Regions from separate parts of the Sus scrofa genome. Here all the other regions are linked to region 4. A link is a contact called in public HiChIP or PLAC-seq and promoter capture Hi-C data. All regions are on one chromosome and are shown on one strand. Each heading gives the region's core, a stretch centred on a gene start, on an enhancer-like site or on the middle of the called end of the contact. The rest is flanking DNA. Distances are from core to core; before and after follow the strand shown. Region 1 has its middle 29 kb from the start of LAYN. Region 2 holds the start of C9H11orf52. Region 3 holds the start of SIK2 (serine/threonine-protein kinase SIK2). Region 4 holds the start of PPP2R1B (serine/threonine-protein phosphatase 2A 65 kDa regulatory subunit A beta isoform). Region 5 holds the start of DIXDC1 (dixin).

What was found. Promoter capture Hi-C pulls out the DNA fragments that hold promoters and counts their contacts. HiChIP or PLAC-seq counts read pairs in DNA pulled down with a chosen protein or histone mark.
Region 1: an H3K27ac HiChIP or PLAC-seq map of alveolar macrophages shows a contact between it and region 4. The contact joins the enhancer-like site here to the promoter of PPP2R1B in region 4. A contact is called at or near these places in 2 of 5 promoter capture datasets (fetal skeletal muscle and skeletal muscle), 6 of 47 Hi-C or Micro-C datasets (alveolar macrophages, embryonic fibroblasts, heart right ventricle and 3 more) and 2 of 2 datasets of contacts at active chromatin or transcription factors (alveolar macrophages and skeletal muscle).
Region 2: a contact with region 4 is called in an H3K27ac HiChIP or PLAC-seq map of alveolar macrophages. The contact joins the promoter of C9H11orf52 here to the promoter of PPP2R1B in region 4. A contact is called at or near these places in 1 of 47 Hi-C or Micro-C datasets (liver) and 1 of 2 datasets of contacts at active chromatin or transcription factors (alveolar macrophages).
Region 3: a contact with region 4 is called in a promoter capture Hi-C map of fetal liver, with 4 times the contacts expected there. The contact joins the promoter of SIK2 here to the promoter of PPP2R1B in region 4. A contact is called at or near these places in 5 of 5 promoter capture datasets (fetal liver, fetal skeletal muscle, liver and 1 more), 31 of 47 Hi-C or Micro-C datasets (adipocytes, adipose tissue, alveolar macrophages and 17 more) and 2 of 2 datasets of contacts at active chromatin or transcription factors (alveolar macrophages and skeletal muscle).
Region 5: a contact with region 4 is called in an H3K27ac HiChIP or PLAC-seq map of alveolar macrophages. The contact joins the promoter of DIXDC1 here to the promoter of PPP2R1B in region 4. A contact is called at or near these places in 1 of 47 Hi-C or Micro-C datasets (liver) and 1 of 2 datasets of contacts at active chromatin or transcription factors (alveolar macrophages).

Annotation. Positions count from the first base shown.
Region 1 is chr9:39,332,919-39,338,197 of Sscrofa11.1, forward strand. No RefSeq gene overlaps it. Among named protein-coding and RNA genes, the nearest start is that of LAYN, 29 kb to the left of the region's middle. Within about 2 kb of position 3,938, at least 5 of the 83 cell types and tissues checked have an H3K27ac peak or open chromatin away from gene starts, as enhancers often do. A contact at or near this core is called in alveolar macrophages and liver, where this site is marked.
Region 2 is chr9:39,645,189-39,650,097 of Sscrofa11.1, forward strand. C9H11orf52 reads left to right here and starts at 1,702. Exons shown (of 4, transcript XM_003129841.4): 1 at 1,702-2,740. The coding sequence starts at 2,709.
Region 3 is chr9:39,365,450-39,370,502 of Sscrofa11.1, forward strand. It overlaps SIK2 (serine/threonine-protein kinase SIK2), which reads left to right and starts at 3,106. Exons shown (of 15, transcript XM_021062772.1): 1 at 3,106-3,389. The coding sequence starts at 3,255.
Region 4 is chr9:39,515,355-39,520,338 of Sscrofa11.1, forward strand. It overlaps PPP2R1B (serine/threonine-protein phosphatase 2A 65 kDa regulatory subunit A beta isoform), which reads right to left and starts at 2,151. Exons shown (of 17, transcript XM_005667316.3): 1 at 1,984-2,151; 2 at 1,055-1,145; 3 at 292-392. The coding sequence starts at 2,097. It also overlaps a transcript of ALG9 not described here.
Region 5 is chr9:39,663,157-39,668,556 of Sscrofa11.1, forward strand. DIXDC1 (dixin) reads left to right here and starts at 3,298. Exons shown (of 23, transcript XM_003129869.5): 1 at 3,298-3,646. The coding sequence starts at 3,587.

The DNA of each region.
Region 1 (5,279 bases), core at 2,688-5,187, 180 kb before region 4:
GAACAGATTTGTGGTTGCCAAGGGGGAGGGCAGAGGGAGAGGGATGAACTGGGAGTTTGGGGTTAGTAGATGCAAACTATTACATTTAGTATGGATAAGCAATGAGGTTCTGCTGTATAGCATGGGAACTATATCTAATCACTTGTGATAGAACATGATGGAAGATATATATATACACGCATATATATATATATATATATGGGTCACTTCGCTGTACAGCAGTTGACAAAACATTGTAAGTCAACTATAAGAAATTTTAAGAAAGAAATTGCATTCCCAGAGATGCAAAAACAACAAGGCCAATTCTTCTGTACAGCACCTCTCTTTTTTTTCTTTCAAAGAACAGTATGTGGTTAGTGATTGCTAACTAATCTTAAGTTACTATCAAATCCTGAGAATGAAATAATGTCTAGACTGAGTCACCAGAGCAAGGGCACCAGAAGAAACCAGTTTTTCTGAATAGAATAAGACCAGGTATAGGTTTCAAAAACAAAACGCTGTTAAATATGTATTATTACAGACTAAGCACTCAAGAGTTTTCTATAATGAGTTACATTAATTAGCAAAAATTAGAGCCCATCAAAGGCTTAAAATTTGTGCTACTCTATTCTTATTTTTTTCTTATATGGCTTGTGTTTGGTGCAAACAGTATCAAGCAGAATTCATACTTGCTTAACTCTCCTGATGTAATTAGAGTAAAAAGCCAGTGAACATTTCATCTAAGGCAATTTTTGTTAGGAAGTGGTTAGAAGCTGCTTTAATTGTTTCCACCACCAGGTGGCAGTGTTAGGGTACCATAGAAATACTACTCAATAGTTTCTGACGAGTTATTTTCTGCAGCTATAAGGGAAAGGGAAGTAAAAATGACAGAAGGAGAAATAAGAAAGCACAATAAAGTTAAAAATCCCAGGTTCTAGAAGCAGAGTGTCTAGGTTCTAAATCCTGTTTCTACCATTTACTGGATGTGCAATCTTGAAAAACTACTCAATTACCTGTTTCTTCATCTTTAAAATGAGAGTAGCCTTACCCACCTAAAAGTGTTGTGAGAATACATGCAAAGCATTGACACGTTAATGGGTTGAATTGTGTCCACTAAAATTCATATGTTGAGATCCTAATTCCCTGTACCTCCAAATGTGACTCTCTTTGGAGATGGGGTCACTACAGACGTAATTAGTTAACATGAATGAATTAATTCAGGGACTCCAATCCCATATGATCAGTGTCCTCAAAAAAGGGGAAACTCTCACATGAAGACTTGGGATGATGTTTCTACAAGCCAAGGAACACCAAGGATGGCCGGCCACCACCAGAAGCTAGGGGAGAGGCAGGGAACAGATTCTCCTTCCCAGCCCTCTGAAGGAAACAACCCTGCCAACACCTTGACTTCAGACATCCAGACTCCAGAGCTGTAAGAGAACACATTTCTGTTGTAGGAACTTCCCAGCCTATGGCACTTTGTTATAGCAGCCATGGAAACAAAGCATGTGATAAGTACTAATTAATATTAGCTATTAGTCCTGTACATTTTTAATACAACTGTACTGAGGCAATAAGACTGTTTCTACAGTAAATCAAAGTGCATTTTTTAGGAGTTCCCACTGTGGCTCAGCAGGTTAAAAGCGTGATACAGTATCCTTGAGGATGCAGGTTTGATCCGTGGCCTCACTCAGTGGGTTAAGGATCAGGCATTGCCACAAGCTGTGGTGTAGGCCTCAGCTGCAGCTCCAATTCGACCCCTAGACTGGGAACTTCCATATGCCACAGGTGTGGCCAAAGGGATAAAAGGGGGAGGGGGGAGTGCATTTTCTAGCTGTCATGGATGTGCAGCCTCCATGCCTCACCCCCCAATCATGACATCCTATGGAGCGAGAGACCAAAGCTCCCAACAGAGGGAGGGGGATTTCAGTGACACGCAAGCGGATACCTGCTGACAATGAGAATTAGAAAGTCTTCATTCTCACACTGAGGCCACATGACCCCAGGGAGGGGGTAGGATTTGGAGCCCCGTGGCTTTGAGCCTCTCACCCACAGGCCCAGAAAGTGTTTGAGTTCTCCGTACAGAGAGGGCCTCCTGCGGATCGGAGGGTTGAACTTCACAACGATAAGGTCCCTCTTCATCTCAAGACGTGAATTTCAGCCATTTTCCTTTGACACTTGTGAAAGCTAGACAAGGAAAGGGGCAAGGGAATGTGGTGCTAGTTTCTCCTTCTTTGCCAAGACAAAGTCTCTTAACAGCCAATTGTATTAAGGACTGGGATCAGCTAGGTAGGATTAAGGCAGAGGAACTTCCCCTAAACACCCCCTTACCCTCTGCTGCACATATCCTCACCGTTTCACCCCCAGCCCTCCTTCACGGGCCACGAATAAGAGCCTAGGATAAATGGAGCTGGAAGAAGCAGCAATGCAGGTGCCATACTTGGCAGAAAACTCACCCCAAACCACGCCATCCCTAGACGTGGCCCCACTGGCTGGGCAGGGTGGGGCGGGGGCCACTGTCAGCAGCTAGGGGAGTTTGGAGCTGCCTCTTTTGTGTGCATGATACAGAGAACATTGCCTGTGAGGTACTGGTTTGGATTGGAATTTTAACGAAAAGGAATTAGAGATGTGGGGACCTTGTTTGGTTGCTGAAATGAACCAACCAACCAGAAAAGACATCTCGAGATAACTGAAAAAAAGTTGGACAGGGGCTCAGCTTTTTAGCTACAATTAAAGGTTTATGTTTGTTTTTATTAGCAGCAGTAACAGCACAGTGGTTTTATAAAAGATAAAAGGGCTTGTTGGTTAAAGAGATATATAGTAGGAGCTCCCTGGTGGCCTAATGGTTAAGGATTTGGCATTGTCACTGCTGTGGCATGGGTTCAGTCCCTGGCCTGGGAACTTCTGCATGTCGTGAGTATGGCCAAAAAATAAAATAAAAAAATAAAGAGGTATACAGTAAAAAGCACTGATTTCTGGCATTGTTTTAAAATATGCTAGCAAGAAAAAAGGTAGAGGAAATGAATAAAACATGATTAGCACAGTCTTGATCATTTCACTGTGACAGACACAGAGTCACTGTATTATTCTAATTTTTTATATATTTGAAAGTTACCATCAAAATTTTTTTTAATAAAAAGGAGAGGGAGGGAAAAGAATCACAGCTCTCCAGTCTTGATGAGAAAGGCAGTTCTTCTTTTGGGATACAAGAGAGAGTCTCAAACCTTACTGAGTTTCTCCATCTAGGAAATAATAATAATAATATATTGGCACAGAAAGAACATAGACCTAGTCTAACAAACATTGAACTAATAATCTACCCTCTACAAGGAGCTGGGCTATGATAAATAGGAAAGGATGTCAATTCACTAAGAATCCATTTTCAGGAGTTCCCATTATGGCTCAGTGAGTTAAGAACCTGACATAGTCTCTGCGAGGAGGAGGGTTTGTTCCCTGGCCTCGATCAGTGGGTTAATGATCTGCGGTTGCCACAAGCTGCGGTGAAGGTTGCTGTGGCTGTGGCTTAGGCTGGCAGCTGCAGCTCAGATTCAACCCCTAGCCTGGGAACTTCCATTTGACACACGTGTGGCTGTACAAAGGGGAAAAAAATCCATTTTCGCAAACATCTCCTTATTTAACCCTCACAATAAAACTTGTCAGCAAACTAGACATTATTTTTATGACTTCCTGAGCCAATTATTGATCATTTGCCATATCTCACCCCTCCCCCTGCCCAGATCCATTTTCTCCCCTAGGCTCTGTGCCCCAGCAAGCCAACCACTGGCAGATTGCATCACCCAAGCCTGATGCCAGCTGGTTTCCCATATGATCTGGATAACAGGAAGTTTCAGTGGGTCATCTGTGGGCAGGAGGGAGGAAAGATCACGACAGTCCCTCCTAGCTTGGCTGTCTTATCTGCAGCAGTGCAGTAGCTGTGTCCTCTGCAACTCAAGCTCCACCCGTTGGCCTCCAGTCCAGCTCTCACTTTGAGGAGATAACATAACCCTCCACCTAGTCCCTTCAGGCCCAGGAGTGATAAATCATCCTCTTGTGGCTCTTCTCTGGGCTCCTCCTCATTCCTTGTTTCCCTCCTTAACCCTAACTGTATATTTGCAAGTAATAATTTCATTATCTCCCACTGAACCACGTGAGGCAAATTCCCATCAAAACCTTAATTGATACAACCCAAAGGGTATGCGGAGACATTCAGGGGTTTTAAGAAGAGCATCATAGGATACAGATTTGTATCATACTTTGTACAAGTACCATCATGGCCTTAGTTTAAAGAAGAGATTGGAGAAGAAAACTGAGGGACAATATGACCATTTAGGAGGTCCTGTTCATAATAAAGGCAAGAGATTATAGAGACAGTGGGAATTCAAAGAAGAAGATAGACTCAAGAGAATTTAAGGAAGCAGAATTCATAAGACTTGGCAATAAACTAGACACATAAAAATTATAAATTACAAATCAGAAGCTGAATGCCCAGCACCAAAAACAGAAAAAGGCAGTGATCAATATGTAATGTCCAGTTCTACTTAAGAGACATGCCCTCAAATTTAGCTGAGCTACTCCCGGTAGTAGTTCCACCATATTGCACAGATGGGTGCATCAACACCCATTGACTGAGAGCCTCTGAACCATGCAGCTAATGCCCAAGGCTGATACCAGGATCACAAAGCAAATCCTAAGAAGCATAAACAAGCTTCTCACACAGATCTATCGACAGGGAGAGAAATACCTGGGCCATCGGCATTCTGGTCTCCATATTTATTTCTCTACATATGATCCAATGACTAGTCCTGTTTATGTATGAGACCACCATGATTTGGTCCCCATGACTATCTCCAGAGCGAGTCTAGTCCACTCTGAGACCCAGGAAGGAGGAAGATTCAAGATCTGCAAAGAAACAACGCTGGCTCTTTTCCATCCCAGGACCTCTGCACATATTTTCTTTCCCTCTCCTTAAAAAGATACCTTCCACCCCACTCCATTGTGTCTAGCTCTAATTTGTCCTTTGTCCTCCATCTATAAGGTTATTTTCTCCAGGAGGGTCTTCTCTGATCTCTGCACTTATTTATTTATTTTGATTTTGTCTTTTTAGGGCTGCATCCGCAGCATATGGAGGTTCCCAGGCTAAGGGTCAAATCGGAACTACAGCTGCCAGCCTGCACCACAGCCACAGCAATGCGGGATCCGAGCCGTGTCTGCGACCTACACCACAGCTCATGGCAATGCCAGATCCTTAACCCACTGAGCAAGGCCAGGGGATTAAACCTGCATCTTCATGGAGGCTAGTC
Region 2 (4,909 bases), core at 452-2,951, 130 kb after region 4:
ACACAGCTCTTGAGATCCACTTATATGCCCCTCTTAAGAATCTGTGGAGAAGTTCTGGTTGTGGCACAGTGGAAATGAATCCGCCCAGTAACCTTGAGGACTCGGGTTCGATCCCTGGCCTCCATCAGTGGGTTAAGGATCTGGCGTTGCCACGAGCTGTGGTGTAGGTCGCAGACATAGTTCAGATCCCATGTTGCTGTGGCTGTGGCATAGGCTGACAGCTGTGGCTCCGACTCAACCCCTAGCCTGGGAACTTCCATATGAGCCGGGTATGGCCCTAAAAAGCAAAGGAAAGAAGAAGAATCTGTGGACCCCACGATACAAACTTTCACTTGAAAAATTTGACTCTTAAAGGATTGCCATGTATTAAAAATCAAAGCAGGAGTTCCTGTCATGGCTCAGCGGTTAACGAATCTGACTAGCGTCCATGAGGACGCAAGTTTGATCCCTGGCCTTGCTCAGTGGGATAAGGATCCAGCATTGCCGTGAGCTGTGGTGTGGCTTGGATCCTGCATATCTGGGGCTGTGGTATAGGCCGGCCCTGTAGCTCTGATTCAACCCCTAGCCTGGGAACCTCTATAAGCTGCAGGTACAGCCCTAATAAGCGCAAAAAAAAAAAAAAAAAAAAAAAAAATTTAAAGCACGCCTTAGAGAAATAACTATTGATATATTTTTTTGTTCATTCAGTCAACAAATATTTCTTAACCCCCAAGTAATATACTATGGAGGTTGTACATTATAAATATAAATTTAAAACTATACTCCTTTATCATCTACTCACAGGAATCTTAACATATAGATGAGAAAAAAAAAAGAATTTTTAAAGGATCCTATTCAGACTTCAACCAGAACAGCTTCACTTTGATCTGTTTCATAACTGGAATTTTTACATGAGCTTCATTTAAAAGAAAGTATTCCTTAGCTAGAAAAAATTGAAACCTCTAATTTAGTACAGATTCCCCACCCCCTCAAATTCTTTAAAGATTGTTAGTCAACTTCTTTTTTTTTTTTTTTTTTTGTCTTTTGAGGGCCATACCCTCAGCATATGGAGGTTCCCAGGCTAGGGGTCCAATCGGAGCTATAGCTGCCGGCCTTCACCACAGCCACAACAACGTGGGATCTGAGCCATGTCTGCGACCTACACCACAGCTCGTGGCAACGCCAGATCCTTAACCCACTGAGCGAGGCCAGGGATTGAACCTGCAACCTCATGGTTCCTAGTCAGCTTTGTTAACCACTGAGCCAAGACGGGAACTCCAAAAGATTGTAGTCAACTTCTGTGACATTTTTTGTGGCGGAGAACTTAGATCTTCGTTTTCTTTTTTTTTTTTTTTTCACATCTGTTATAAATTCTTCCTTCTATTGAACCAAAATCTGCATTTTAGTAACTTCTGTCCATTGGTTCAGGTTATGTCCTGAAAATAAATGCAATCTTTCTTTCACTTGAGAATCCCTTTAGATATTTAAAAATAACCGTCCTTTCCTCCAAAGGCTTCCCTTTCCTAACTAAATTGGTGCACAAAACAATAAAGTAAGATACTTGACCAACAATCAGCTGAGAATGAGAAGTAGTAATAATAGCTAAGGCTTACCAAGGGGGTCCCCTGTGCCAGGCCCTGGACTGGAGTTTCATGTATGTTATTTCATTTCATTTTTACCACAGTCCTATGAGGCTGTTGCTTTTTTCTTCTCCAGTTTCATAAGGAAAGAAGATGGGGAGGAAAGAAGAGTCTAGGGTACCCTCTGTGGAGTACAGGGCCGAGCACTGGTCCTGAGCATCTGTGAGGGACACACAAATAACTGGGCATCTGAGCAAGGCACTAAAGATAAGTGTGGGAGCACTGAAGGCAAACTGCACCGGTTCCACAAATCCTCCTAGAGCCCCCATTTTCTCCAGAGGAACTTGTTCAGCTGCATCCTAGTTGCCAGTGTGTGTGGAAAGAGTCTAATTCTGTGTCATTGGAGGAGAAGCTGAGTTGCAATTAAATGGCGATTCCCGTAGTTCTGTCCTGGGGATGGGGAAGTGAGTGGTTAAGGAGTGCTGAGGCCATTCCAATCAGAGAATCATATGATGCTTGACCAGAAAGGGGATTAAGTGGTAAGTTCAGTCCTTTATTTTTAACGGTCCTAGAAAAAAAGTGATTTGTCCACATAAATTCCAGTAGCATGGGAGGAGAGAAAAAGAAAAAAAGGAGACCATTTCTCTAAATTTTAGTTTCCAAGAGGTCCAGTATTCAAACCCATATTCTGGACAGATATCAGAAGAAGCTGAGAGCGATTACCTTGAAAGTGAATCTCCAACCCCAGTAGTGCTGGGGAAACATAAGAAAGACGCTTTATTATAGAGCATCTATTTTGATGATGGAGTGATATAATGGAGAAACATTTCCTAGGGAAACCCTTTTCTATCTCAGGTTTCTTTCCCCTGAAGCTTGAAGCTCAAAGTTCATGCTTCATCAAAGCAGTTCCAAATCCCGAAGGTGAACTCGCTCTCACCTGGAGCCTGTTGTGTTTCTCTTCCCTTTGGCTGGGAGCAGTCACCTGGGAATCTTTCCAGCAGGTGGCTTCCAAAGTCCAACCTGTTAGGTTGAAATCTGACACTGACAGCGACTCCCCGGAGCTGCTGAGGGAAGCCAGACGGGGAACCAGGAAATGCACAAGCCTCTTTCTGTTCAAAAACAGCTGGGCTCCCAGGGAGACAGAGCAGCATGGGAAACCGGCTCTGCTGCGGGGGAAGCTGGTGAGTAGGGGGAGAGGTTGGAGGGGAACGTCTCTGTTGGTGGATGTGGAGGCTCGGAGAAGAAGAGAGAGCCCGAAGATAGCTCTCTGCCAGCCTCCCACTGTCACCATCTTTCCCTGGCACCTCCAGGAGCCAATACCAGAGCAGTATGTCCTTCTGTGCTCTCTCCTTTCAGGAAACCTCAAAACACACCGCCCAGCCAGCTGTCTATAGAATGACCAGGGCAGGGCTGGAATGGTGAATGGACATTTTTGTTTCTCCTTTTCTTCTTCCTTCTCTCTCTCCCTTTCTCCTCCAGGTAATGATAATTGTAGCATTTGAGAACTTCTTATGTTCCAGGCACTTCATAATCTTATTTGATTTCTCCAACAATTCTGAGGGAGGCGGTCTTACTCCCTTCCCATTTTATAGCTAGGAAGCTGACGCTCAGAGAAGTTAACTCATTTGTCTGGGGTCCCATGGCTAGTAAGCAAATAAACCAAGATTCCAACCCAGGCCTGTATGACTTCCGAGCTCATAGTTTTAACCTCAGCACAATACTGCCTCCTAAATCAAGCAAATCAACTTTGGGAAAATGTTTATTTAAAAGGGCTTCAGAAATGAGGAGAAGCAGCATATCCATCGAATTTTTGAACAGAACTTTCACATTCTTTTGCTGTGTGACCTTAGGCAAACCCTGTAACTTCTCTTTTTCCTCATATATAAAATGTAAATAACGCAACCTGTGTTGTTTAGTTCACAAGCCTGAAGAGCAGGGGGATGTGAAAGTCTCATGAGAAATGAGTTACATTGTCTTTATTGTTCTTTCCCAGAGTTGTCATCACTGTTGCTAAATAGCAAAAATTCAATCAAGTAAATTTTAAAGATTTCATTGGCTTTATTGAATGGTTCATGCATGGCGCAGCATCAGAGGAGTTGTTCAAAATGAAAGGCTCTTATAGGCAGAAGAGGGAAGGGATCAGGAAAGAGCAGATGACTTCATCTTCCTTTGCGCAATGGAAGGGTCTCTGTGGCAGATTAGCTCATTGTTGCTGCCCAGAAAGTTCCAAACGGACTGTTTAAGACTACATTCCTGGGGCAGGTCGCAACTCCAGTGCGTCTAGGGCTTAAGTCGTGGTTTGGTGATGTGAGCTTAGCACACGAAACTACATTAGAGGCCTATTGTTTCCTTTTAACACTGTAAACAGCTGGGCCTGGTTTTTTCCTGTCCCCTGCCTTCTTAGCTATCCCACTCCATGCCTGCCTCCTTCTTGAGGATGTCTTATTTGTAAAAAACTATCATTATGTTTAGAGAGATAGGCGAGGGACATTAGAAAGCACATAATGATTTAGAGTCAATACATTGGATTCCTGTCCTGTTCCTACTACTCATTCATTCATCCATTCATACTGAGCAAATATTTTATTGAACACCCAGGTATACCAGGCACAGTGACAGAAGCTGAAGACATAGCCATCATGGGAAATTTCGTTCCTACCTTCTTAAGATACCAAAGTTCTAGGGGCTTAGTTGGCCCATCTATGAAGTGAGAACAATGGTGTTTCCTAGAATATTGTCAGGATTGAAAAAAACAAATGAAGCACTTTTTAAACTGTGAGATGTCCTATAAACATAAGACATCTAGGAACACAAAAACTTCCATGGAAGGGGGTGTAAAGCATTTTTCACTCCCCCTTTCTTCCCAAGTCTTTGTATTCTTCATTTTTGGTTATTCCTCCCTGTGATGGTGGCAGTCATAGTAGTCAGCTTTGATTGACACTCATTATATGCCAGGCACCTAGCTGAATATTTTGCTTTTATTTGTACTTATTTCATATTATTTCTATTTTTTATGGCCGCATCTATGGTATATGGAAGTTCCCAGGCCAGGGAGTGAATCCTAGCAGCAGCTGTGACCTGTTCTGTAGCTGTAGCGATGCTGGATCCTTTAACCTATTGCACTGGGCTAGGAATCAAACCCATGCCTCTGCAGCAACCTGAGATGCTGCAGTCAGATTCTTAACCCACTGCACCATAGCAGGAACTCTGAATATTTTGCTTTTATTATTTTATTTAATTTTTATAATAACCCCATGAAGTTTAAGTTCCATTATTATCCTCATTTTATTAATAAGAAAATGAAGCCTAATAAAAAACTTGCTGAGGTCATACAGCTAGTCTGATACTAT
Region 3 (5,053 bases), core at 1,856-4,355, 150 kb before region 4:
GAGCCACGTCTGCGACCTACACCACAGCCCACAGCAATGCCAGATTGTTAGCCAACTGAGTGAGGCCAGGGATCGAACCCAAATCCTCATGGATCCTAGTTGGGTTCCTTAACCACTGAGCCACTAAGGGAACTCCCCTAAATGAAGTCTTATTCCCAGGTTGCACAAGGAGGTAGTTGACCTGGTTATCTCATTAAAATAATCCGAAATGAGTCTGAATTTCTATCCAAAAGATGTACTTCGAAGGAGATTGTTAGCTCCAGTGGGTCTCCGTATGTATTTTCTAGTTCTTAAGTAAGTAGCTTTTCATCACATTCCCCAAGGAACCCATTCCCAAGCAATTAAAACACATTAATCTAACTGGAAAAATGTTATGGGAACTATTTGGGGGGGACATTTTATTTTATTTTAATTACTAGAATTAGTACTTCTTGAAGTCAAAGATATCTAACCACAGGAAACAAAAATCTTCTCAAAAGAGGAAATAAGACAAAACCATAGAAAAAGGAATTCAGATAAATATAAGGGAACTACTTTTGAACTGGTGTACAAATGTGGGCTAACAGTCTACTTAGATGAACGCTCATATCCTACTCCCAACAATCCAGAAATTCAGAAATCTCATCAGTCTTATAACGCTCCCCCCGATTCCCTCCTCACTTTTATAAACAACATAACTCACAGTAGAATAAGGTATTGCTTGGGGAGAGTGAAGGGCTGAAGCAGAGAGTCAAGTGAGCAGGTGGAGGTCCCAAGAGCCAGACAATCCTACACAGAAAATATAAAATACATTAAAATAATTCAATAAGATTAATAAAATAAAATAATATTATACATTCACAAATATATATTAATTATACATATATTAATTTCTATTTAAAAAATTAAAGCTACAGGTGTTCCCACTGTGTCTCAGTGGTAACGAACTCGACTAGTATTCATGAGGAGGAGGGTTCAATCCCTGGCATCGCTCCGTGTTAAGGATCCAGCATTGCCACCAGCGGTGGTGTAGGTTGTAGATGTGGCTCAGATCAGGTGTTGCCATGGCTGTAGCTTAGGCTGCAGCTGCAGCTCCAATTCAACCCCTGGCCTGGGAACTACCATATGCTACAGGTTTGGCTGTAAAAAGAAAAGAAAAAATGAAAACTACGGAAAAAGTCCAAGAACAATGCAATGAACTACCATATACCCTTTATCTAGGTTTCACATTTTGTCACATTTGCCTCATTCATCTTTGCTAAACCATTTGAGAGCAAGTTGCATATATCAAAATTTTATCCCTAAATACTTCAGTATGTATCTCTTAATAAGGGTATTCTTTTTTGTAACCACAGCACAATTATATAATTCAAGAAGCTTAACATTTAAATAATACTATGATCTAATATGCAATCCATATGTAAATTTTAACATTTGTCCTGAAAATATTCCTTTATAGCACTTTTCTCCCAACTACGGTCACACATTGCCTTTGGTGACATGTCTCTTTAATCCCTTAAATCAAGAACAGTTCCTCAGTCTTTTATGGCACTGATCCAGGCCAGTGGTTAGGTAGAATGTTCCTCAATTTGCATTTTTCCGATTATTTCTTTATGATTAAATTCAGAGTATGTACTTTTGACAGAAATACTACATCGGAGATAGTGTATCCTTCTCAGTACCTCACATGTCATTTTATCCCATAATTGGTGACATTAACTTTGATCATTTGGTTACAGTGGTATCTGTCACATTTTTCTTCTGTGAAAGTACTGTTTTTATCCTTTTATAATGAGTAAGAAATTTGAGGATAGTTTGAGACTAGAAATATCCCATTCCCTAGCATACTAAATGATTTCAACATCTATCGACAATTCTATCTGAATCAATTATTACTATAATGGTTGCGAAATAGTGATTTCCATAGAATGGCTGCAAAATGGTGATTTCCATAGAATGGAAATTTCATCATTTCTTCTATGTGTATTAGTTGACATTCCACCATCAGGAAGAACTGTCATTTTTTCCCCCGTATATTTATTTAACATTGTAAGAATAAGTAAGCACTCATGGAGTCTTTTTAAAAATTCATTGTGTTATAAACCCATTTCCATTATTCCTTCGTGATGCTCAAATTATCCCAGATTGTTAACTTCAAACTAGATCCGATTTCCTTCTGACATGTCCTTACCTTTCTTTGAAAATCTTGCTTTCTGGCATAAGACCTTTCAAGGGCATTTTATACTTTCCCTCTCCTTGTCTGGAAATAATGCTGTACCTGTTTCCTTGGATCACCATATGGAAGACTGGTGTGGTAATTTGCAACCCTAACTCTAGTATTACCTTGTGACTTTGGCAATTCCCTCATTCCCTGGGGGTTGATTTCTCACCTGAAAAAAAAATTGGATTAGAAAGTATTTCTTTACCTTTTCGAGGTCACCAACACGTTTGGGAATCTAATAACAGCTATCGCCCATCTTCCCAAAGCTGGAAGAGGCAAAAATTTGGACATATTTTTAGGGGTTCGGGCTCCAAATCCCTGGATTAGGTGATCTTCAAGGTCTCTTCAACGCTGACATTCTGTGAATCTATAAGCATCGCGCTGCTGTCAGAATGATTCCCCAGAGACATCAAATTTGGAGGGATTTATATAGAAACAGATGAGAAAAGGATATAAAAGAAAGGAGCCTGTGAGCAATGCATTGCTCAGCCACAGTTCTTTGCCCGTGCCAAATTTAGGACACAAAGTAGTCATAGGTGAGAGGTTTTGGCGGGAAGGTCTCCGGGTGGGTGGAGAACGCCGCGGCAACGGAAGAAGACCCCGGCCCGGCTCAGGTCGCTGCAGCCCTCCACTCCGCCCACCAGAGCTCGCTCTTGCCCTTCGGCTGGGTGGCCAAGTAACTGGGCGGGCCGGGAGGCGACCCCGCCCCCGGCAGCGGCGAGGCGGCGGAGGGCGCCGGAGCCCGGAAGGAACGCGCCGTCCAGGCCCCGCCCATCTGCCCTACCACCCTGCTGCCTGCCGCCCGCCGCCGACGTCGGCGGTGCTCCGGTCGCCATGGTGACCAATCGAGGCCCGGTCCCGCCCCCGCCCCTCTGCCCCGGCCCCCTGACGTCGGCGCACGTCAGCGGCGGCGCGCGCCTGGCTGGGCCCTGCTGAGCGGGAGGGACTGAGCAAGGAGCGAGCCGAGCGGCCGTCGCCCGAGTGGAGCCGCTCCGCCAGCCCGCCGCCCGCCAGCCTGCGCTCCAGTCCGCCGTGTCTAGCAGCGGGGCCCAGCATGGTCATGGCGGATGGCCCGAGGCACTTGCAGCGCGGGCCGGTCCGGGTGGGGTTCTACGAAATCGAGGGCACGCTGGGCAAGGGCAACTTCGCCGTGGTGAAGCTGGGGCGGCACCGGATCACCAGGACGGAGGTGCGGCCCGGGGCTCGGCGGGAGCGTCCGAGGCGAGGGTTCGAGAGAGGAGCTGCTGACCGAGAGGGGGGCTGCAGCGGGGGGCTGGGGAGCTTCGAGAGGCCGGGTCACTAGCTGAGGCGAGAGGGCCTGGGAGTGTGAGGACCCAGGAGGTCCAGGGGTCGGTGAGCGCCGCAGGGACCGGGGCCGGGTCACCAGGACCCGAGTGTCGTCCGCTTGGAACCCCCACCAGCCGGGGCTTTGCCTTCCCTAGGCCACCCCCGGTGGCCACACGGAATTTCTTCCAGGGCCTCCCACCCGGGCCGTGACCTGGTCTGTGGCCTCCGCTCTGGAGCCCAAGTTCCGCGTCTTCCCTGCTTTCAGCTGGGGGTGGGGTGGGAGGGGAAGTCTCTGTGCTCCCGTGCTGCGCGGAGAGAGACGTCGCCAGCCCCGAAGAGGGGACCGCCTGCGCTCGGACTCCCGGGACGGGGCTCCGCGCGGCCCCTGTGACCGCGGCGCCCCTCCCGGGGCCGCGCGAAAAAGGGGGCCGGTGGCCGGGAATGCCGGGACGGCCACTGCCCATCTTCTCTCCCTCCTTTTGCCCGACAGTCTCTGATTTGATGTCAGGCTAGCTTGATCCCTCGCCCGAGGCATTTCCATCTAATACTCCAGACAATAGAGCTGGTTGAAACGGTCATCTCTGCCTTTGCACAGTTGATAGGTTGGTCTTTCTCATCCTAGGTTATCCCTTTCCCAGGTGTGTGTTCTGGCTGTGAATTCGCGGTCCTTAAGCCACATCAGATTCTGCCTCTCTACTCATAAAGCCCTGGATTGCTTCCTGACGGTGAAGCCAGCATCCCCCCTCCATTGCACATTCTAATGCACCGCACATATTTTCTCGCAAGTCTCTGTTCTTACCTAACCCGCCCCCCTTCCTTTCACCGCCTCAAGCTGCTCTCCTCAGGGTCTCTATTTTAAGATGTGCAAATTAAATACTTTAGAAAAACGGTGGAAACAAAACCATTCTTTAGAATAAAACCTTGTATTTTTGACGTACTCCACTCTGCCTCATCGTAGTTGTTCTGGAGTTTCATCCTTTTTCAGTTTTTGGTTTTTTTCCCTTCTAGTTTTCATCCTATTCAGTGTTCCCCCTTATTAGTGCGAATATACTAGAGTTTGAATATGGAATTAGGTAGGGTTTCTTTTTCAGAATAGCTGTGTAAGCTGAAGGACATTTGAAAACGAGTTTTTTGTAGCTCTGGTTCGTAGAAGTTTTGCTTAATGTGAAGAAGTTCATTTCCAAAAACAAGGGGCTTGTATATGCCATTGTGTTGTTCTCACTTTTTGTCCTCCCCTACTGATCCTAAGGCAGCCCAAATCTGACTTATTTTTTTAGCAACAGGACCAAGGTCACAAGTTTTCCTCTCACAAATTTACCAGAGTTAGCAATTTAGGTTAAGTTTGTAATGATAAATAATAAGACCGTAGCAAGATTACTTACTCTGATTCCAGCATTTTTAAAAACAAAGAAATTGGTTCCATTCCTCTAAAGAACCGTGGCCTAATGCCATGTTAATTCCCCTTTAATTAAATGAAAAGAAGACATTTTAAATGTGTATTTTTAGATGAGTCCTTGCTTAATGACTCTAAGAATCAAACAAATTTCACAGATACAAAGAGCTTCT
Region 4 (4,984 bases), core at 901-3,400:
ATTTCTAATATCAGGGAGAAAAAAACATAAACAAAAACAATCAAATTCTTTTTCTCCCAATCTCTAATAACAAATAAGTCTAGAGGCAGAAAAGAGGAAGAAGTTCTTATATTCATAGTCAGAAAAAAATAAGAGTTAACTGAATCCAAAGTGCCTACATAACTGGCTCTCAATAGCTAACACTGACTATCCATAAAAAGATCTGCATAAAAAATGTTGCAGTGTGCCTATCGCCAATGTATCATTTATACTGCAAAAGTTCTAGAAAGGCAGTAGACAGAATATACTCACCAGCAAACAGTGGGCAAAGTCAGGACCTCCGACCAGGCCAGTGAAATTTCCCAGCTGCTCAGCAAGAGCTAAGAGTACTTCATCTTCATCATAAATTGTATCTAGAAATGACAACAACCCAGTACCCATCAACAAGGAGATCTAGTTCAATTGGACACTCACACAAAACTAGGAATAGACTCAACATGTAACTAGATGGTCCTGTCACAATCCTGACAGCCTTTTTTCCTTCTCAGTCAAGAGTCTTCATGGATCTATTTTACAGGATAAGAAGTTCATAATCCAATAACAATTACTTTCTATGAACTAAAAGTTAATGTCTGAATATGTCTGGCCACAACATTACAATATGCTCTGTCCTGTTTCTTCTGCATTGAAAGCATCAGGCTCAGTTTAGTACTTACTAATGATGTGAGTAACAAATTCTTTAAAAAACAGTGAACGTTTTGGAGTTCCCATCATGGCACAGGGGAAACGAATCCGACTAGGAACCATGATGCTGCAAGTTCGATCCCTGGCCTGGCTCAGCGGGTTAAGGATCTGGCTTTGCTGCGAGCTGTGGTGCAGACTGCAGATGTGGCTGGGATCTGGCATTGCTGTGGTATAGGCTGGCAGCTACAGCTCCGAATAGACCCCTAGTCTGGGAACCTCCATGTGCCACGGGTGCATCCCTAAAAAGACAAAAGACAAAAAAAAAAAGTGAAAGTTTTGAAAGCCACTAGAAAATAGAAATGCCCATGCCTTTCTTCAAAGAGTCACATACCTGTAAGGAATGGCAGCAGTTCAGTTCGCGTTCTTTCTACTCCAAGTGCTAGAGCAATTGTTGATAATTTCTTAATACTGTTGAGACGGAGCTTTAAAAAAGAAAGGAGAAGCAGGTGTGATATTGAGCAAAAGACAATAATTGCAAACAGGTGAGTTATGACATACAGGTGAGAATGAAGACTTCAATTTAGGTTTTTATTCTAAGAACCTCAAAACAGTGGAACAAGCCTTCATTAGGCAAAGGACAACTTCTCAGAAGAAACACTCTGTGAGGCCCATTAAAGAATAAAAGAAAACACAATATCCAGAAAAGTGAGACGATTTTACAAAGAACTTCGGCAGTAATGAAGCAGGTGAAACGGTTGAGTACAACCCCTGCCTTTTCAAAGAAAAGTTCCACCTGAGTTGACACATCGCCTCCTTTAGTTAGTTAGCGATCCCACCTAATCTCTACCCTACACGCCCAGCCGGTTTCCAGCAAGCCCCAAGAAAGTCATACATTCAGCTGCACTTATCAGGACGCCTTGGCATCCCTGCAGCCCGCTGAGGCCCCTCGCACCCCGCGCCTCCCTCCTCCCACTCGCTCGGCTACAGGGCCAGCCGGCCCCGGGGCTGGATGCGGCGTTCCCAGCGCCCGGCCCGGAAGGGGCGCCCCGGCGAGAAGCCGGTCCTCCCACAACCGCTCCCAACCGGGTGCGACGCCGGGCCGACGCCTCGGCGGGTCGGGAAAAGGTGCTGGAGAGATTCCCAGCCCGTCGGGTCGAGCCACAAGAGCCCCTCAGGGATCTTTCTCCTCCTCCCCGTCAAGTTTCTGCGCCGAGTCCCAGCTTTCAATCCCGGGCCTCCCCAACCACAGGGCCTGCCTTACCCCTTCCCTACCCCGCGCCCGGCCGGGCCCACGTCCGCTCCCCGGCCCGACTCGAGTACCTGCACGTCCTCATTGCGGAGCTCGTCGATTAAAACAGCGATCGGGTATAGTGAATCGTCTCCATCTCCACCCGCGGCCACCGGGCCGGTCCCGGGGGCCGCCGCGCCCGCCATGTTCTTTCTCCTCCGGCTGGTCGCCGCCGCCCGCTTCGCGCCCAAGCCCCGCCCCGCGACAAGGGCCCGCCCCGCAACCAGGCCCCGCCCTGCGCCCGGAGAGGCGGGGCTAAGGCCCGAGCTCCAGCTCCGCCCAGGTGGGGCAACTGAGTTCCACCTGGGCTGGTGGAGGCTCCATCCTGGCCCCCGTGGCTGGAGCCGTATGCCTGAATTCCAGAAGATAGGTGGGCTGAGAAAGCGAAAGGGGCCCCCGTGTCCTTTCCGCAGTCGAAAGAAACAGGGGCAGGGATTCATCCTGCTCGCAGTGGTCTGAAGGCGTCAGGGACCTACCAACGTGATCTGTGCTGTGCCCTCTTGGGACTAAGGCGGACCAAAGAGGATGCCCAAATCCAGGAGGAAGAAATATTTGGCGCCTCCCCTGACTTCATCCTGGCCCCGAGCCACTTGAGTCTCCAGCCCTAATTTCCCCACTATCCTCAAGCTTCCACAAAACCCCTCCACCTCTTCCTTTGGCCTGTGAGCCAGAATTGTATCTGGCTCCTGCTCCGTAAGACAAATAACGCGGGCGGTGAGAGAAAATGAACAGTGCTATCCAAACTCCCCAGTCAATATTTTTTCCACTTTCTCCATGCAAGCTGTTGAAAACATGCTGCTCTCTTGTTTTTGTGTTTCTTTTCAGTTTGGTACTGGAATGGTGCCTTCTGTTGTATTTTCTTCCTCCCATTTTTTAGGTCTTTAGCATGCTAGAAGTACAACAATCAAGCAAAACTAGGACAAGCTTTAATCCTTCCATATTGGGTGGACTGGCTACTTTGCTTGAACAAGAGAGGCTAAATTGACCTCTCTAGAACTCCAAGAGTCCTCAAAGGCAGCAGTGGGAGGAGGTGAGGATATGGGAGTTCTTACAAAACAGCGGGAAGTTTCCATTTACCCTTGTTCTGGCAGCATGGAATAACTAGAATGTTCCTGTCTTTTTTTGTTTTGGACAATAATTTAAGCAGCTTAGAGTCTAGCTACCTATGGTGATCATAAGCTGAAATGGTATTTCTATGTGTTTAATTAAAAAACTAAAATTATCAATAAATGTAATTGAGGAGACCTTTTTTTTTAAATATGGGGTTGGTGGAAGGAAACACAGTAGACAGGCTTTTGATGGTAGTGAAAGTTTGGGAACGAACAGATATCGGAACAATAATTATCAAATTAGGTTTGGGGATGTATTTTCTAGGGTTTTAATTTTGTTTTCATTTTGATAATTATTTTTAGATTCGCATAACTGGTCTGGATTCTTTGGATAACTACTTTACAACCCAGTGTTGCCACGTGATTTCAGTAACTACATTTGCATGTGTGTTTCAGTAATGCTTTTATTGTTCTGAGACCAGGAGAAAAGAACAGAAGCAGACTTAAAATGAAAATGGTGTTTTCATGCACAAAATGAAAACCAAGTCACATCATAGGACTGTATTGTCACAATAGTTCTAACAAAAAGTGCTGGGAAAATTGAGATATCATAGGTCACTTGGGGGCATAGGTATGTTGAACTCAAAAGAAGCTGAGCTTTCACAGGCAGTACCATAATCATAATACAAGGGATAATTTAGCCTTGGCAAAATACATCATTTGCCATTTTAAATTACAATAATATTAACATAAATAACACTAGTTTTACAGTTTCATTTGTATTTAATTTTTAAATCTATTTTGGTTTTTTAGTCATAGAAGAACTATAAGTAAAAATAGTTTACTTTATATTTGTAAATTTAAGTAATAGTGTAACAAAAAAATTTAAACTGAGAGTTTTCGATAATTTTTTTCTTTAAAAATGGATCCAAATACTACTCAAGTTTGAGAAACTGAAGGTTAAGAGGTTTTTTGAGTTAGTACTTTACCAGTTAGAAGATCAGAGGGGGTTCCTATTGGCATGGGGAAGAGAAATCTGTTCCTTTATAGTTCAGGTAACAAGTCTTCAGAAATGATAAAGGAAGCAAGCGCAGAAGGAAGCACATTAAGTCCATTAAGTCAGCTCCACACATATCATCATCTAGATACTAGCTCAAGCCTAGACAAGCGTCAATATGCTAAACAAAAATTAGCACACTGATTGATGCTAAGCTATTTTGTTTAAAACTCAAATATGCTTTGCTTACCCAAGCCCAGTGAACTGGAACCTATGGAATAACTATGATTAAATATGAAATCACAAGCTGAGAAAATAGGCCCCAGAAAATTGCCTGGTTTGAGAGTCATCAATTCTGGACTTCAATTCCCATCTCTGTCTCTGACTCACCTCTCCCTATGCCTCAACCTTACCTCCCACTCCACCCACCCCCCAATAAAATGGTGCTAACCACCTCTGATTCTCTCTGTAGTTGTGGTGATGATGTGAGAATAAAACAGGTAGTAAACATGGAGATGCTAATAATCCTTCAATAAAGAAAGTGATTAAAACAGACTGCAGCTGAAAAAGGCTATTTCAAAACTGGGCCAAATGGAAACTAGAACTAAATCTAAGACAGTCTTTTGGGAAGTGTGGTCCAGTGACTGTCTGAATCATCTAAAATGCTTGTAACAAATTCAGATTCTGGAGTTCCATTGTGGCTCAGCGGGTTAAGAACCCAACATAGTGTCCATAAGGATGTGGGTTCGATCTCTGTCCTCACTCAGTGGGTTAAGGATCTGGTGGTGCCACAAGCTGCAGTGTAGGTCACGGACACAGCTCAGACCTAATATTGCTGTGGCTGTGGCATAGGCCAGTTGCTGCAGCTCTGATTTGACCCCCTAGTGGGAACCTCCATATGCTGCAGGTGCAGCTGTTAAAAAAAAAAAAAAAAAAATGCAGAGTCTGGAGTTCCCTGGTGGCACAGTGGGTTAAGGATCCTGTGCT
Region 5 (5,400 bases), core at 2,048-4,547, 150 kb after region 4:
TCCACTGCCTTTATTGTTAAAGTAATGCAGTGAGTACTTTAACGGCACTTTAATGGTAAGGCAATGAGGAAGCCTGGTAGAATTTCAGAAATCAGGCAGCATGGCTGAGATAGGCAGAAAGCATCTTGCTTAGACTCTGCCTTTCCCCAGGCAGTGTGAACAACTGGCCTGCAGCAATGGGAGTGGTTCCAGCTACCCGGGCTGGCTTGCAGTTTTCTGTTGTACCAGCACTATGGGATGCAGATCATTGTCCTAGTTATTCCCAGTTCATTTAGCTAACCCACTTAGCCTCCCAGCTCTTGTGTTGGTATCACAATAGGGTGAGATGGAGAGGACAGAAGGAATGGTAAGTGTTAGTGCTGCTTAGAGCTAAAGCTCAATCCTTTACTCAGGTCACTTTCGAAGTCAGACCATGATACCTATGGTGAATATATCTTTTGAGGAAAAAAAAATTGAGACTGTCTGATCAAACAAGAATTTTGTGTTTTTTCTAAGTCTGAGAGGCAGACATTATGTGAATGTATTATAATTTTTGGAACATTTCAATAGTAGTGTGGGGATAATGGAACAGAACATTTTGATATTGTACTACCTACATTTAAATGAATTAATATTAAGTGCCATTTAAATTTTAGTTCTACCCTTGCATTTGCCATATTTCACGTTCTCATAAGCCACATACAGTGAGTGGCCTCTGGAATGGGCAGCACAGATATGGAACATTTCTACCATCACAGAAGTTCTCTTGGACACTATTGCTATTGAATATGGGGTTGGCATTATTATAGACTTCCAAGGAACAGTGCAATCTTGGACCACATGCCCTATAATAGATCTTGTATCTATTTACCATGGTTCCCTCTAATTCCTCTGGTATAGGGCAAATAGCATAGGACTGGGCTTCAGAGGCTTTTGGTTCAGATCTTAGCTCCTGTATTGACTTGTTAAGTGTGAGCACCTCTGCTCATCTTGGTTCCTTCATCTGTGAAATGAGAGAGTTGGACCAGATGATATTTTTATTTTTTTTTAAATGGCCGCACTTGCGGCACATGGAGGTTCCTGGGCAAGGGACTGAATTTGAGCCACAGCAGTGACGTATGCCTCTGCTGCAGCTGCCGCATTGCTGGATCTTTTAGCCCACTCTGCTGGACTGGAGATCAAACCCACAGAGATGCCACCATTCCTGTTGCACCACAGTGGGAACTACAGATGAAATCTTTTTTTTTGGAGCTTTGAATTCAGTGCTTTAATAAGTCTTTTCCCAAGAAACTTGAGCTCACAGGTCCTACTTTGATAAATAGCTTGTTTAAGAAACAGTGATCTCTTGGCCTAGATAACTGTCAGCAGGAACTTCCTCTCATGTCTCAATATTTTTTGCTGTGTCCAAAGCATGACTGGCTATCAACCAGTCAGAACCCTCTCTCCAGGGATCCACCAATTAGGTGTTCTGGTTTTGCACACCATGTATGTAGATGTGTTGCATGCAATTTTATGCTCTTGGAAGTTTTATACTTCTCTTTAAAAGGGCCTTGTTGCATTAACATGGGTTAGTGACTCAACTGAGTGTTGAGTCACTTATACCATGAGTCCATTACACCATGGACTAGGGTGGTGGTGAGGGGAGTTCTTAGCAACCAAATTTCCAAGCTAGATGATGAAGGACAGTGGTCTTCTGACTTGTGGGCTGTTTAGGTTCAGTTTGATCCAGTGTCATGGCTTTTCCCCAGCCTTAGCCAGAATTGAACCCACAGCATTCAACCAGCAACAGCCATTTAACACCTTGGCTGACTTCTGTTTCCTGCTTGCTGTGGTCAGAGGGAGGTGTGTCTTTTCTCAGAAGCATCTTTGTGTTTAGCAGCTTTAGACATTCAGGCAAGATGTAGCCAGTTCTGGCCGTTCTAAGTAAGGACGTTCTTCTCTAGTGACCCGAGGATGAGGTTAGGTTGAATAAAAGCCATTACTGACTTTTCTCGCTAAGGTACTAATGGGGATTTGAGGAGGGAATCTGTGCCTTTGGAAAATCACTCCTGTAGAGTCCTAACTTCTGGAGTTCCTGTTGTGGAGCAGTGGAAACAAATCTAACTAGTACCCATGAGGATGTGGGTTTGATCCCTGGCCTCGCTCAGTGGGTTAAGGATCTGGTGTTGCTGTGAGCTGCAGTGTAGGTCACAGATACGACTTGGATCCTGCATTGCCGTGGCTGTGGTGTAGGCTGGCAACTGCAGCTCTGATTGGACCCCTGGCCTGGGAACTTCTATATGCCACAGGTGCAGCCCTAAAAAGCAAAAAAGAAGAAAGAAAAAATAGAGTCCTAACTTCTCAAACAGTCTCTCACTAACCAGCTGTGTCCTTGGGCAAGGCCTGACCTTCTCTGAGCCTTAACACCCAGTAAACCCTTCCCTCCCATCTGGGATCACGAGGTGTAACATAATATGGGTGTTCTTTCAGCTTCCAGTTTTCCTATAGAAACAAGAGTGTGCACCAAGGACACAGATGACTAGTATTTTTAAAAATAAATAATCAAGACTGTGACTGGAATAACCAGAAACAAAGGGGAAGAGCTCTCTGTTTGTTTGAGGAAGCTCTTACCTAACCCTTTCCAGTGCACCAGGACATTGTACAATTATTTTCATTAAAACCCATTTAATTAAGTTAAAACTCATTTAAAATATGGTTTCACATTTTAGCGCTTATTTTCAAAAGAAAGAAACTTTTTTGGTAAAGACTTCTTCATCCTTGGTTTACCCTTGATGTCCCTATTTTGATCCTGTGATTGGTTTAGCACCACTTTATTAAATGTACCCCAATAACATCAATAACTAAAGCGCTCTACCCTCTCTTTGTGTCTGTCCCTTCTTGATACCCCTTCTTTAGCCTAACCTCACTGTCCAGGCCCCATATGGGAAAAGGTTGCTGGGGGTTAAAAAGCTAGTCTGGGAGTAAAAATCTATGATTCACTCCCCTTCCCAGCCACCTTGCCTTGTGGTGGGGAGCTTGAGTTCTTTAGCCATCAGAGAAAGAGATAGAGAGAGAGAGAGAGAGAGGAGAGAGAGAGAGAGAGAAAGAGTGTGTGTGTGTGTGTGTGTGTGTGTGTGTGTGTGTAGGGCATCCACACGCAGCCATACCCCCTGTGCGTCCGTGTGTATTGGGGCGGGGGGCGGGGGGGCGCGCACGCTCCAGCAGCCCTGCTGTATGTGTGTGTCTGCAGCGCAGGCACATACGCCGCCGCTCCCCACGCCCGACCCCCGGCCCGGTGTGTGAGCGTGTGCGTGTGCGTGTGTGCGCGCGGCGCGGGGCTCTCCCTGACGCACGCCGGGCAGGGGGCCCCCAGCCAGCGCCCCTCCGCCTGGTGCGCGCCCAGCAGTTTCTATAGGAACCGCGACAGCGCGGGGCCCCTCCTGCAGATCCCCGGTGCGAGCATGCCCAGTGGAGGCCGCTAGTTTGGCCCGGGTCTGGGTTTCCAGTAAGTGGCATGCGGGACTCCGGAGACATCCCAATGAGCTGAGCCGGGAGTCTTTGTGTGCACGGGGAGGAGGAGGCGGCGGCCGCCGGCCCGGAGACCCCGCCCGGGGGGCCGGCAGGAACAATGCTAGCCTGTTTGACCCGGGGGAACTTACTGGACGTTCTGCAGGAGGGCTTCAATGAGGTAACTGCTCCTCCCACTCCCCAGCTCCCCCTGCCTTAACGCCTCCAGCCTCATCTCTGGAAGGGGTCCTCCTCCGCCTGCATCCTTACCGGACCCAGAACAACCCCCTGCAGAACCCCAAGCTAAGGTGGGGGTGGGTACAGTACAGAGGAGCCTGGTGAACCCGGAGGGATCAAAAGGGCCGACTGCTTCCAGCCAAGCTGGGCAATGACGTTCCCTGGTAGCTTGCCTGTGCCCAGAAGACAGGACCACGAATTCTGAGGTCATCTCCTTCCAGAAGAAGTGGTCTCATCCCTCTCTGGGCTTTGCCCGCAGGACATCCCCAGGGAAGCCCATGACTATATGGCAGAGGTGCTCCTTCTGTTTGAGGAGTAAGTGGGTGAGCCAAAGGAGGTGGCATGCATTGGTAGAAAGTTTGAGCAAGGGCAGGAGGAGTAGGTGGTCCGCAGGAAGTGCCCACTTCGTGTTCACATCACTTTCTAAATCCAGGGCAGTGCATTCCCCCCAACCACCAGCCTGCTTGGCAGAGGGACCTAAGAGGAGAGAGAGGTTTCTGGGCCTGATTCAGGGGAGCTGGGGTTTGCCCCTTTCGGTGTGAGAGGGGGGACCTAGGGCCTCAGTCGGACAGGCAGTGTGGGCTAGGGCTGGCGGACAGTCTTTTTCTCTTCACTTGCTTTTCTCTCAGAATTCTGGTGTTTATCCAGTTTTCTTTTCTAGTGACCCAGACCATTTGGGTTTAAGACCTTTGTCCCTTGTGGTTGGCTCCGATGTCCTCCATGGCTTCTGAGCCCCACCCGGTGGGTTGCCTTATCCCAGCATCCCTTACAAGGAGAGGTAGATGGTTGGTTGTCTTTCTTCCTTTCTCCCTCTTTTTCTTTCCACCTCTCCCTCTCTTCCCTTTATGGCGTTTTTTAAAGATTTTTTTTATTATAGTTGATTTACAATGTTGTGCCAATTTCTGCTGTACAGCATATTGACCCAGTTATACATATATACATCCTTTATCTCCTATATCTTCCATCATGTTCTATCACAAATGATTGGATATAGTTCCCTGTGCTATATAGCAGGACCTCATTGCCTATCCATTCTAAACGTGTAATATTTTTTAAAGTCAGTTTTTAATTAAACAGTTAACATATGAATCCATTCTCTTCATGATGATGAACCTCACAGGCAAGACTGAGTGCTTTGGCCGCCCCTGCCATCCTGGCCTTTTCCCCAGAGGTAGCCATTCTCATGAATTTGTGTATAAGATTTTCTTTCTACATCTGCACAGCAGGCTCTTTCCTTAATAGCTGTTTTTAATTAAGAAGCTCTGCAGCCTGACCTGCCTCAGATCCTTCCCCAGTCCTGGCCCCGGTGCCCCGGCCTTGTTCTTGACACAGAGGAAAACGGCGCAAATGCTATCCCCACCTCACTAACTGAGTCAGAGTTTTCCTTTGGCTGAGGGGTGTCATAGCCTTCACTGAAGGGCAGAGCTTGTGTCCCGTCTGCAGTGCGGGTCTCCCCGTCTTTGCATCATTCCCCTTTGATCACGTGGAAGGGAATTGTTAACAAAGAGCCACAGTCTGAGAGTTGAAACAGACCAGCCAGGAAGCCACTCCTTGAGTGCTTCTAGTATTCCTGGTTCCCTATTCTCACCCTCTGCCTTGGGGCCTCCCCTGTCTCAAGCCTCACAGAAGCTCCTTGGGCCTTCTTATGTCCTCCCTTCTTTGTAAGTCAGCCCCCAGGGATCAGGATCCATGGTCTTA